Linked DNA regions of Sus scrofa: region 1 is linked to region 2. Evidence: chromatin contacts called from public Hi-C data. All regions are on one chromosome and are shown on one strand. Each heading gives the region's core, a stretch centred on a gene start, on an enhancer-like site or on the middle of the called end of the contact. The rest is flanking DNA. Distances are from core to core; before and after follow the strand shown. Region 1 holds the start of FLRT2 (leucine-rich repeat transmembrane protein FLRT2). Region 2 has its middle 83 kb from the start of FLRT2.

The links. Hi-C and Micro-C count contacts between places; a contact is called where the count stands out from the background.
Region 1: a Hi-C map of skeletal muscle shows a contact between it and region 2, with 4 times the contacts expected there. The contact joins the promoter of FLRT2 here to the enhancer-like site in region 2. A contact is called at or near these places in 3 of 47 Hi-C or Micro-C datasets (embryonic fibroblasts, liver and skeletal muscle) and 1 of 2 datasets of contacts at active chromatin or transcription factors (skeletal muscle).

Annotation. Positions count from the first base shown.
Region 1 is chr7:107,808,619-107,815,120 of Sscrofa11.1, forward strand. FLRT2 (leucine-rich repeat transmembrane protein FLRT2) reads left to right here and starts at 3,736. Exons shown (of 2, transcript XM_021099587.1): 1 at 3,736-4,495.
Region 2 is chr7:107,726,054-107,732,643 of Sscrofa11.1, forward strand. No RefSeq gene overlaps it. Among named protein-coding and RNA genes, the nearest start is that of FLRT2, 83 kb to the right of the region's middle. Within about 2 kb of position 4,373, at least 18 of the 83 cell types and tissues checked have an H3K27ac peak or open chromatin away from gene starts, as enhancers often do. A contact at or near this core is called in skeletal muscle, where this site is marked.

The DNA of each region.
Region 1 (6,502 bases), core at 2,486-4,985, 82 kb after region 2:
ATTTAAGCAACTATTTCCATGCTGACTTCCCCATTCTTGGCCCCCAGAGCTTCCCATGAGACAAGGGACTCTAGTTGGTACCTATGGCTGATATATGCAGAAAGCTGGATATAAAACAAGGCAGCAAAGTGCCCTCTAAAATCAACATATGATCAAAAAATCCTCTTCATCACTTGGATGAAGACTTTCTTCTGGAGAGAATCTGATTTCGAAGTAGTGAAAAACTTTGCATACATCTAAACTGTTATTTTTACCAAATGAATGTATAATTACTTACCTATGTGTCTCTATTAGACTGAGAGCAGGTTCATCACAGACCTGCTACCTGTTTTGTGCTTTCTACAAATGTCTGTTGGATGAATGGATGGACCACATACGGTAGCAGGTGTTTCACAATCAGAAGGGTATTCATTTCAGTGTCACCGAATCACATAAACTGAGCCACATGCACAGAAAGGGTGTCACACATTAGGGCAGGGAGTATTTTGTACTCCCTGCCCTAATGTGTGACACCACTTCTCCACACTCTGTTAACCACGGGTTTCCTTAAGGTGGTTCTCATCTTAGGAGACAGAATGCATGTCTCTCTACCTGCTGGAGGAGCTTGTTCATGAAATCCACAGGTGTTTTTTTTTGAATATTTACTAGAAGAATAGAAAAATAAGACCATTTCAATTCTTTGATGCCCTTAGATCTAGTCCAGAGAGAAAGATGAAAATAGCTACTATCGCTTTGAGGGAGAACTAAGTCAACATGACATGATCAGAAGAGGAGAGAGAAGAAGTCATGGATGTCACCTTACCATAGTGGAGTTGGAATCTGCCACCTGCTACCAGGTACCTGGGGCAATAAGGGTTGGGAAGAAAGGGGAAAATAAATACATACCCAAGAGGAGATCATTGAACACTTTCCTAAGGATATAGACTATAGGAGGATTTTCCTTGGAAGTTATTCCTGGATAAATTTCATATTTGGGGTGTTTACAAGCCACCTTAAATACTTATTTTGCCCATCTTAAAATTCTGAATTCACGAGGGTGATCAGGAACTACTGAGTCACTTCCAAACAACAGGGTATGGAAATGGACAAATAAATCTATAGTGGAAGAAACTTCGCACACAATACCTTAAACAGTGATGACTTTAGCATCAGTGATATCGTGCTGATATCTCAGACCACCTGATAGGATGTGATGAGAATGACACTCCACCTCCACGGTGTTCTTTCCCCCAACCCATAATTAGAGTCGAATCTGGAGTCCAGTCTGAGACAACATCAACCAAACCCAAACCGAGAGACAAAACACCTGACCATGGCTCATTCAACACTCTCAGGGTCATGAAAAATGTATAAGACTGAGGAATGGTCACAGAACATAGGACATATGATGGCTAAAGGCAACACAGTACCTTAGATGGAATCTTGAAACAGGAAAAGGACATTAGTGGGAAAACTGACAAAATAGGAATAAAGTCTGGAGTTTTGTTAATAGCAATGTAACAGTGTTGTTTTCTTCCTTTTGATAAATGCTCCAAGGTCATGTAAAATGTTAACATTAGGGGAAACAGGCTACATTTAGTATGATGTCATTTTCCTATGTTTTGAAGGCTGGGACTGTGTGATGTAATGATAATAGTATTAGCAATGACAACAACTAAAATTTCTAAAGCACCTTTATAAATACTGATTTATGATTCTATATATTATAAGGCTGGTAGAACAAGTATTTTTATGTCCATTTCATAGAAGAGTGAATGGTGGCTTGACGCTGAACTTACCCAGAATCAAAATTTTCAGTGCCTTGGGTTTAAACTGCAATCTGATGAATCCAAATCCAATGTTATTTTTCACTTTCACAAAGTATTAGAAAGCCAAGGTACATATGTACGTATAGATAGGGAACTGGACAGGAAACTGGAGGCAGGAGCTGGGGGGGAACGCTAAAATATTTGAGAAGGCAAACTTCAACTGAAGCAAAAATTCCATTGAAGATCTACATCCTAAGAATAAACTGATTTTCTGGTGTTTGAAGCTCACAGATTTGCTCTTTGTTTCTCTAGTTCTCTTTTCTTATGTGCTAGTGATAGTTTTCCTATAAAAATAAAGTAATCTAATTATCACAGTTTTGTGAGTTTGCAAAATCATTATCCTCTGGAGCCCCTGAACCACATTTACTATCCTTTTGCTTCCTCTGACCCCACCATTACACATTTCTAAAGCTGACTCATGGGTCATATGCCTAATAAATTTGTGCCAGTGATTCTGTTCACACCTTTAGTCCAATATTTTCCATACTTAAATTTCCTTGTCCTGATTTCAGTAGTTGCACAAATTGTCTTTAATAGGGAGTGCATCCACATGACATTGTTTTCTTATAATTAGAAAGAGCAATAGTGTTATATACAAATTCTGTACATCTGCAACCAAGCCCTCTCCCTTTCTCAGTCTTATTACATTTCCTGGAGCATAAATCAGAAAGCAAAATCTGTACAGGGTTCCATTTTGCCATTACACAAAAATGTATTCTTAAAGATGAAGTAATTATATTGTTATCTCAGATCAAGATTTCAAAGGAAGCACCTCACCTGGATCCCTATGTACACTTACACATACAAAAGTGGAAGTTTAAAAGCAGGTAGATGAGTATTTGCCCTAAAATGTGGTCTCCTGTGTTGATTCTGCAGCTTGAGGAGCTATTCCTATGCTTTGCTGCCACCTTGACAAACCAGAAGGATTTACAACGGAATTCTGCACCCAGAGGGCTGGAAACAGCGTTCCCATTGACTCGGTGGGCTGGCCTGGCTCAGAGATGCCTTTTAAATGGCTATTATGTAGCAGAGAGAAATTAGAACATCATCTATCCGGTGGATTTTCTCTATTTAGACATTTTCTCTATTTAAAATAACTCAATTTCTGCAAGATTCAAGTGAATGATTTTTAAAGGCTCCGTCTTTCTTTCTTTAGTCCGAAATGGAGAGGGAGAAAGAAGGAATCCTTGGAAGACTTCTGCTTTTGCGCTCTGGGCACTGTTCTCGCTCTTTTGGGTGTGACGGTGACAGCAGAGGAGCCCTGCTGTCAGTTTTCTCCTGTCTTAGCTTTCCTTCTGCGTCTGAGAGATGACTCGCTGCCTCCAACTCCAGTTAACTTCTTGGGAGTCCAGAGACTTGGTCGAAGATATTTACAAAATGCAAAGCATCTGGGTGGCCAAGGCGCTATTTTTTTTTTTTTTTAAACAGCTTCCAAAGAAACTGGGGAAATATTGCTGATTAAAATCCAGGGGCTTAAAGCTGACCTGATGCTTTCAACGTTGGGACTCAGATATATTTTCTGCATCGTCATTCTTGTTTGTCTTTAACCTGTTTATTTCCGTTCTAAGGCTCTCGCTCTCTCCCCCCCCCACCTCCACCCCCTTCCATACCCTCCACGTCTACCTCCTCTTTCACATCTTAATATCCCTCGCCCTCCATCTTCCGTTTTTTAAATCTTATTTGAATATGTGGTCCTTTGGCTTCTGCAGACATGGGGTGGGTGGGTGGCTGGGAGGCAACTTTCCTTGCGGTTTCATTTAAATTTGGCGTGAGTGGGTGGGTGCCTTCCACAATTCGTCTTGCACACGCAAAACAATTACAAGCTAGAGTTAGAATGAGCAGAGAGTTCCATGACTTCAAAGCACCCTCTAGGAAAGGAAATAATCCAGGGGTCCGGAGGGGCAGGGGAGGGAAAAGGAAAAAAAAAAAAAAAAGGAATAAAACCTAACTTCGCTGGCAACTCCAATAAATGTGGTAACTGTAGGCAAAAAATAGATTCCGAAGGCTGGGTCTGGTCCGGATGAAACGCTAGGGCTCCTTCCCATGCCGGAGTCTGGCGCTGGAAGCCTGCCACTGGCGTCTTGCCACGCGAGTGCCCCCAGACAGCAACACACCCACTGGAAACGCACGTGAACAAAGCTCTCGCCCCGGGAGCCGCCGCCTGCGGTTTCCTAGTCGATTACAGCTTCTCCAGGGAGTGCAGGGCGCACACAGGGTTAAGTCAGTTCCCTCCCCGGTAGGAGGGAGAGGCGGGGGAGGGGAAAAGCAGCTTACTGTCTCAGGGTGGGTACCTTGTAGTTAGTTGTACGTTCGAAACCTGTCGCCGTCACTTGTGAGTTTGGCATCTTCCACCGTCTCCTCAGAGGAACGAGGAGGGCTCGGAGATAACACCAGTGGCTGCAATCTCGGCGCTAGAAGCTCCGCGACTCCCGCCCCGGGTGCGTCTCTGGCCTTCGGCCCCCTGTGTCAAGGAGCAGGGAGGGAGCTCTGCGCCCGCCGCCTTGTCCACTAAGCCCCGGGATCAGGTTGGCAGTTTTCAACGATGGGCAAGAGGGACCTTGGCGGCGACCCCTAAAATAATACCATGCCCCGGGAGCCCCGCTACTGCCGAGCCAGCTTCTTCCCTTTCCACCTCCCCGACCCTGTCGGATTCGGATGAGCCCACTGAGAGGAGCCGCGCTCGCCAGGTAAAAAGGGGCTGAGGTACCAGGTGGAGTTTCCAGGAACCGCCCTGGCTGCCGCTCAGCGAGCACCACGCGGTTTTTTAAGGGGGATTTTTTTTTAAAATCAGGTCGTTGGGGGTGGAAGGATAGGCTTTATCTTACATCCAGGGGAAAAAAAAAAAGAAAAAAAAGACTGCTTAACCTCCCTCGATTTGGAGGAAGTCATTTGCAAGCCGAATATACCTCTTCTAAGGAGTTTTGTAACTGAGCTCTGGGTCAAAATGCAAATTAGCTAGCCCCCTGGAACATCGATCCTAAATTGGGGTTTCTAGATACACTAAGCTTGCCTGAATCCAACGTCTCAATCTCCCAGAATGAGTAACTTCTACGAGTAGCAATCCCCTCCTGCGCCCACTCCATCTGCTGTTAATGTCACCAGCGTTATTGTCAAGCAGTTGCGTCTAAAGCCCTCAGCCCGCCCCCTGCCCGCAAGCTGGGGTCCATTAGTGGCTAAGAAGATGCAGCGGGTGCCGGTTCGTTTTCCTTCGAGTAGGGGAAGGGGTTATTTCTCCCTAGACCAAGTCTTTCTCCAGTCCTGCTGTTCTTTAGTGGCCTGGCACTAAGCTCCTACCAGCGCGTCTTCTAAGCGCCCCAGCGGTGACTGCTGGAGAAACCCACCAGGCTGAACTGGGGTTGCGTTCTGCGCTCCGCGAGCATGGGATGCAGGAGGGGGCGGATTACGCCGTCCAGCAGTAAGTGTAGGAGCTAGGCCACAGCGAGGAGCGCAGGAGCCTCGCCTCGTCAGCTGCCACCGCGTCCCAGCGAGGGCTCTGAGATGCCTGGAAAAATCCCTCTGCCACGCTGATCGTTTCGGGTCTTGTCCCCGCGATTTCAGCGCCAGCGCGATCACTTCTGTTTTGTAATCAAGCCCAAGATCTAGTTGAGGTCGGGGCACTAATCAGGGAAAGGGAACATCAGGGAACAGAGGGACTGGGGCGGGTTTAACCCGCACTCGATGCCAGGGAAACTCCTGGAGCTCTTGGGGCTCCTGCCACGGCAGCTGCTGGTGGAGAAGGAGGGCACCGCTGCTGTCGTCGCTGGCGCTTTGCTCTTGGAACCTCCCATCAAGATGGCATTCACAGTCTGTCCCGGTCCAATTAACTCCCCCAACCTTCCGCCGCCTCCTCTGGATATTTATTAGTCACACGCTACATGTGGGGAGAAGAGCGGCATGTTACCTTTAAGTCAAAGCATTTCCCCAGCAAGCTTCTCAAAATGCAACAGGAACAGCGACCGGTGGGCACGACCCCAGGGGCGCGTAGGCGCCTGTGTGCACGCGTGTGCCAGCGTGCGTCTCGGGCTTGCGTCTGGGTGGATCCATGCGTGTTTTGTGCTCGGGAGGCAAATTGGGCATTTCTCCAAGTCTGCTTAACGCGTCTTAGGCGCTCAAAAACGTGAAGGCGATAGACACAACAGGGATGCGAAGGAAATAAAAACAATTAGGAAAGTGGCGCCAAGTGACTCAGACTTTAAACTGAGGACAGGGAAATTATCCCTAGCCAGTTGTGGACACCGCCCCTGCCTTACTATTCTGCTGCGATAGCCGAGTGGATCCTTAGGGAGTTGGTCCTGAGCTAGTTTCAAGCTCTCGGGTTGCTTCCCGCATGGCCCCACCGACGGCGCTTCTCAGCGCAGCGCTCGACGCGAACTCGCTCTCCCTCTTCTGTTCAGATTCAGCCTCTCTCCAGACTTGTTAAAACATGACAGCATTTTACTGGAGGCAGGAGGAGCGGCAATGAAATGAGAGGAGAAAACCAGAAGCTTAAAAAAAATTTTTTCCCAAGAAAGAAACGTGCACCTGGTTTTCTTACCTTGCTCTTTAACCTTTGCAAAGAGATTGTGAAGTGGAAAGGTAGCCTGTTATGCAAATCAGGCTCTTCCCCACCCGCCCCCGCTGTCAAACCTGTTTCCTGAATCTGAGGCTGAATTTGGTTGTTCCTCCTAATCAATAGGGAAAGTGAACAACGCTCT
Region 2 (6,590 bases), core at 3,123-5,622:
GGAAACAGAATAAAAGGTTTTTAACTTCGAGCATCTCTATCTAAATGATAAATGTGCTTACATAGTCATATGGATTTGGTATTGTATCTGATTGACAGACAATAGCTATTACTTAACCTCTTCTGAAAGTTTGGTGATCTGAATGGCCAGGTGTGGATAATAAAGACCCTATACGATCTAAGAAGAAACTAGTTTTGTGGAGTTAGAGATACTTGTAATTATATGCACAAAAACATATTTGGGGGAGATCTTGAGGCATGAATATAAAATCTTTTTACAACAGCAATTGACCTCCCCCCATAAGTTACTATGACATGTGGTACAACATCATTCTATGGAATGTTTAAGTGGAAGTAAACACTCCCTGCTTTTCATGTGGCAGTGAACCAATGTCTATAAAAAGTGACAAATAAAGTTAGTAATGGTTCCCCCTCAAAATAAAGTTAACTTGCACATAATAAAAGGTTTTTTTACCAGCCTGTCCAATGTTTGCTACTAGAACATCATGCCCTGAGCAGGACGTGGGAAAGTTTATCAGTCAGATTCTGCTAGGAGAAAGCAAGCTCACTAGTTATTCTAGCGAGGGAATTTGATATAAAGAATTATCGACCAGGTATCACACAAAGGAAAGATAAAAGGAGGACACTGCAGTTTCGTAAAAGTGATGAGCACAGAAAGCAACTGTCACAGCTCGAGTCCAGACAGCAGGTGGAAGAGAATGATATTATGAAAATATCGGTGCTTAGAAGAGAGTCCTGCCATTTGGACTCAGAGTTCTGTGGAAGGAGCTCTCCTTGGCTGGTACTGGTTTCTCAGGAGCTTGGAGGAGGGGGGCATGTGGAACTGGGACCCAGAGTAGCTGTTTCTGATGTAGCTGAGGAGCTTCTAAGAGACCCTTTCTGTGGTGTGGAAAAACTGTAGAATAAGACCAATTGCAGCCATTGGCATCTACAGTCAAGGCCAGTGAAAGAGCTATTTCAAGGGTGACTGATCAGAATAACAAATAAGAGCATGCCCCCTCTTCCTCCTCCTTGGGCCCCCTATTGGTGGAGCCTAACACACACCAGTTGGCAAAGGAGCAGTGTAGTTCTCCCCAGAATCGCAAAGAACAGGTTTGAAGCTGAGTGAGACAACAGCTTAATAACTGGTATAGAAGGAAAACAATCTGTATTAATTTGTTCATCACACATCATCACTGAGTACAAAGCTACAGTTGAAGACCTACAACAGACAAAACACAATTAGTCATTAATAGAGTTTAATAGCATTTACTATATGCTAGGTTCTGTGCCAAAGGCTACAGGCATGTGGTCTTATTTAACTGTTAAGATATCTAATGATATAGGGATCATTATGAACAATGAACAGTCGTCCAAACTGATTAAAATCATGGATTTCAAGACAGATGTTCCCTTAAGCCATCATTTAGTCCAGCCCTTTATCCATAAGCACATCATTTCAAAACTAAGCCTATCAAACCAGTGTGTCTCTAAGTTACCCATACCAAGAAAGAAAACAAGAAGGGTTTAGAGACTTTCTTTAATGGAACCATAAGCCTTGGCTTTATATAAACATCATAACCTTTTTTCTCTTTGCCACACTGTTAATTCTTAAGGGGAAATAGTATCAGGCTAGAGACATGAATTGGTTGACCTTAGAAACACTGTGATAAAAAATACATACTTATTTTTCAATTCAAAAAATGATGATATGGTTAATAAATCCTCTTGGCTGAAAATGAAGGAAGAAAAATCATTGAGTTCCTAAAGGAATCATTAAGAACCAGGGCAAACTGGTGTGATTGGAAAGTCAAAACGAGACAACAAACTAGTAATAGAGAGCTAATAATAACTACTAATATCTAATAGAAAACTGTTAGATTATTATAACACATACATTATATATGTAAATTACCTATATTCATATTTGTAGGTGTATGTATAATTTTATATAAATATATAATTGTAAAGTATTATAAAAGTTATAATAAAATATAAATTAATATTAACTAAATACTTAATATTAAATATAAATATCATTAAATATATTTAGTAAATATATTAAAAGTCTAAATAAATAAAATTTATAATATAAAGTGTAACAAATAAAAATTTAACATACATATAAGAGCTGTAGCTATTGCTTATTGTTTCATATTGCTTATTGCTTCATCTCTTTCCAAGCATTTTCCTTGATAAATAAATGCAAACACAAACATACATAACTCCACTCAATAAGACTATGAAATAGGCGTTTTAGTCATAGTTTTGTAGATTGGAAAAAACGAAAATTGGCTAGAAAGTGGTAGAATGGAATTTAAACTCAGTGTTATCTGATTCCAAGTATTTCTTTTGTTCTACCTCCCACACGACCATGGATGGCATGACAGATACCAAGGAGAAGGGCCAACTTGGTTGTTAGTACGTTTTGTCTTTAGCCCAAACAGCACATGTGCCCATGAGAGCAAATGAGGAGAAGACGAGAGAAGAAACCCATCTGTTCCATGCAATGGCCCTACCCCTAATTCTACCCTGTCTCCCACCTCAATCATGATCAAGGTGTTCTCATCTTCTTTCAAAGATAAGACACCCAGATCTTCAAGTTCTAGCAACACTAAACAAAGACATACCAAAAAATATACCATCAGAGGACCTATGTACTTGGTGGAGAAGTAAGATAGAATATTTTAAATGACACAATAGTTATAATTGACATTAACATACAATTGTCACCCTGCCCTTGCTCAAATCCTGGCTGAATCCTATTTACCAGTTCAACGGTGTTTGGTGAGTTGTTTCACTTCTCTAGTCCACAAGTTCTCCATACATAAAAGGGCATAGTAAGTCTTATCACACAAGGAGGTGAGGTTCTACTAGGATAATACACGAAAAGTACACTGCTTGGAAAATAGTAAGTGCTTAATATATTTTAGCTCTATTAGTGGCAACAAATGTGTTTATGCGCAGTACCACCTCTTTTGCATTCTAACCCTTAAGGAGCAAACCTAATATTTATGTTCCTGCTGGTATCCTTGGAAGCGGACTTTTACAAACTGTGCCTGATGGGGAGAATGCAATGGAATTTGGTCTTGCACCATTCCTTTCATCTTGGGAAATTAGAGACGCAGGCCAGTCATATCATGTGATGCCCTGCTAGCTGAGCCCGAGTTATTTATTCTCATCGATGGAATCTGCAGTCTGTACCACCTCCACTGCTGACCCTCTCTGACACTGTTTTAAGTGCCTATCCTTGACATAGTGTTGTAAGGAGGATAATTCTCTAATGAATCTCCTCTCATTTCTGGTAATAAAACACATTGGATAAACACAACACAGAGCTTCTTCACACCCGGGCCTTTCTGACTGGAATGTGTTCATCATAGTTTTATTTTAGGAAGGCTTTTTTTCTAAACTTTCATTTCACTCTCTCCAGTCATTGTGCTATCTTTATTAGTTTAATCTAGCAGGTAGGAAGTTTTTGTTACAAAGGAGAAATGCCAAGCTACTGATTTAAATAACCGATAAAGACATGTAATTGTCTTGGGCAGAGCAAGAATCTAGAGGTCAGTGTTCCCAGCACTGGCTCAAGGCTAACTGTTGCCATAAAGACCCAGTTGGCTTCTATTCTTCCTCCCTGTTATTCATCGCATATGTTATTCTCAATCTCAAGACACTGGAGCTGTATCAAAAGTACATGAGATAGGAGTTCCCTCTGTGGTACTGTGGGTTAAGGATCTGGTGTTGTCACAGCTGACGTGTAGGTCACAGCTACGACTCATATTCAATTCCTGGCCCAGGAACTTCCATATGCTGTGAGTGCAGCCATAAAAGAAAAAAGTACATAAGACATGTAAATTAACCAATACTGTTGACTACTGCTGAATAAATATATAGTCAAAATGAAAAGGATAAGTACGAAGATTAGAGAAGCCCTTCTCTAGCAGAAGAAAGCAAGCATGTCTTGGAAAAAGCAATTTAACTTTTCTAGGCCTCACTTGCTTCGCTGCAAAATGAGTACAAATGTTCCCAAATCACCCTTAAAAGCCTCACTTGGCACCTGTCACATTGCAGACATTTAATAAAAGAATAAAATAAACATGCACTGAATGTGGGAAGAAATATAGTTAAATAAGTGCATTTTAGTTATTTAGTCTTATAGGCTTGACTATAACTGGACATTCTTAGCTTTTCATAGGAAGTTTAAATTAATGGCATTTCCAAAGGGAAAAAGAGTAGGATTTGCCTGAAGCCATCAGAGATATTTGCCCTTCCTGTGTCCCAGTGGGGATTGGCCGATCCAGGCATGCCTATGTGTGAATAAGCCTTAGCGTGGTTGATTAGTCTCCAGGTCACTTAAATCCGTCTGAAAGGTAGAGCCAGACAGCTGAGTCATTCTCTAACAATTGCCAACTGGTGAGAGCTTTCCAAAGCCAGACAATCCCCCTGCGTGGTCATCTTTCTCTCACTCGCTCTTTTTATTCCTCCAAGATCGTCAGAAAGCATATGCATTATTTTCCACCTATTGTGTCATAAAACAGTGATTCAAAAGCCTGGGAAGGTGAGTGATTTCCTGGAAAAGGAAACTTTAAGGTAGAGGCTGGAACCAAGACCCATTATGGGTAGAGGTGCTAAAAGGAACAGGCTGGAAAGCAGACCAATAATAACCAAAGGAGTTCACGGTTATTGCTGGGTTTGTTGTCATGTACATGAGAACGAAAGAGAACAACTGACTCCACAGTTTGAGGCCAAACTGCACCAAGGGCAGAATCACGCTTGCATTTGCTCGAATTTCCTCACGCACAATTCCCTCCCTTGTGGGCCTCCTTATCTTTCCTTGGAGATGAGTGTAGGTTCGCTTTCCCCAGGGCTCAGCCAGAAAAGCCAGCTGCCAGAAATGTTCTGGCTGATAGTCTTTCTGGCACTACTCTGCTACTGACTTGGGTCTGTGAGATCTGGAGGAGGAAGAACAGAGCACCCGTGTTGTGAAAAGCCAGGCTACAAACACTGCTGAAAACCAGCTACCACTCATAATGCTCAAGCCCTGTATTAGCGTTAATTAGATTTCTATGCGGTAATATTTGTCTACTGGTAACTGTAACTTCACTTGCGTGTCTTTGCTGTTATACTGTTGACCAGAAGTATTATTTTTAATAGTGCTCTTCTTCAGGATTTATGAAAAGGTGGCCAGTCGGGGACTTGCTATTGATAGCAAAAGAGTGCTGCTGTGTCTAATTTAGCTAATGCCCATAAGACATCATGAAGGCCAATAGATCACTTACTTTATCTAGACCATAGCAGAACTTAATCTGAACAACTAGATTTTCTAGTTATATTAAAGAAAATAAAATAGTTTCATTGGAGGTTTAAAGAGATGATGGAAATTATTTTGAATATTGGCAGACTTGAGAAGGGAAATGGAAGTTTTCTAAAATGAACTACTGTAAGGCGTTAACCATAATTCAGTATTTACTTGCAGACTTTCAGAACATTAACTCACTGTTCATTTTATGTGATGACTTGTTAATATTATATGAAATAACAAATTGGCATTGTAACTAAACAGAGACTCTGGGCAGTTATCATAAAAAGAATGATGGGAATCTAAGCAAGGGAGGTAGGTTTTCACTGACAAGTGGATTCTTCGGCACAATGTGAAATTAGCCACTACCAGTTTCTGGTGAGAGACACGTCAGTCTCAATTTTAAATGTCATCATTATACAAATCTTATTTCTTCTAATTGTGGGTGAGATTTAATTTGTTTAGAATGAGAGCCTATTATGTCACGCTGTTATTTTTAAAAGCTTAGGAATTTCACACTTACCCAAATGAAGGACGGATGTGTGGCTGTACAACCATTCCAGTGATGGCAAAGCCATTCCAACAGCATTCTTCACGTGCTTGAAGCTGACGGCGTGCCCAGACAAATGTTCCACTGTTCCCTCTTTCCTGAAGTTTCTGAATCCCTTATGCTCTGGTGTCAAAGACTAGCTGAGCTCCCTCCCACCCTGCAAAAAATAAAATAAAGTAAAATCCATAGAAAATACCGTGGATGTTTCTATGGATGTAGTGCTGGAGTCAGGAAGGCATATTAATGAGTGGAACTGTAAACAGGAGCTGAAGTCATTTGTTTCAAATGGCAGTCAGAGTACCTCTTAAAACCCTCCACTGGGGTGAGCAGGGGATAATTTGACCTAGGACTCATTTAAGAGGCTTCAAATTTAGATTTTTATTATTATTACCCAATGATGTTCCATCTTGTTTTGAACTGAAGTGTATCTTGCCCTCCAAATTTATACATCGAAATCCTAATCCCCAGTGTGACAGCATATGGAGGCAGGGCCTTTAAGGAGGTAATTAAAGTTAAATGTGGTTATGAGGATGGGGCCCTAATCCCATGGGACTAAGGTCCTTATAAGAAAAGGAAGGGACACCAGCTCTGCGCCCACTGAGGAAAGGCCGTGTGAGGATGTAGCAAGAAGGCAAGCAGGAAAGAGAGGACTCATCCAGAAACCCACCCTGCTGGCATCTTAGTCTTGGACTCCCAGGCTTCAGAATCATAAGAAAATACATTTCTGTTGTTTAAGTCACTC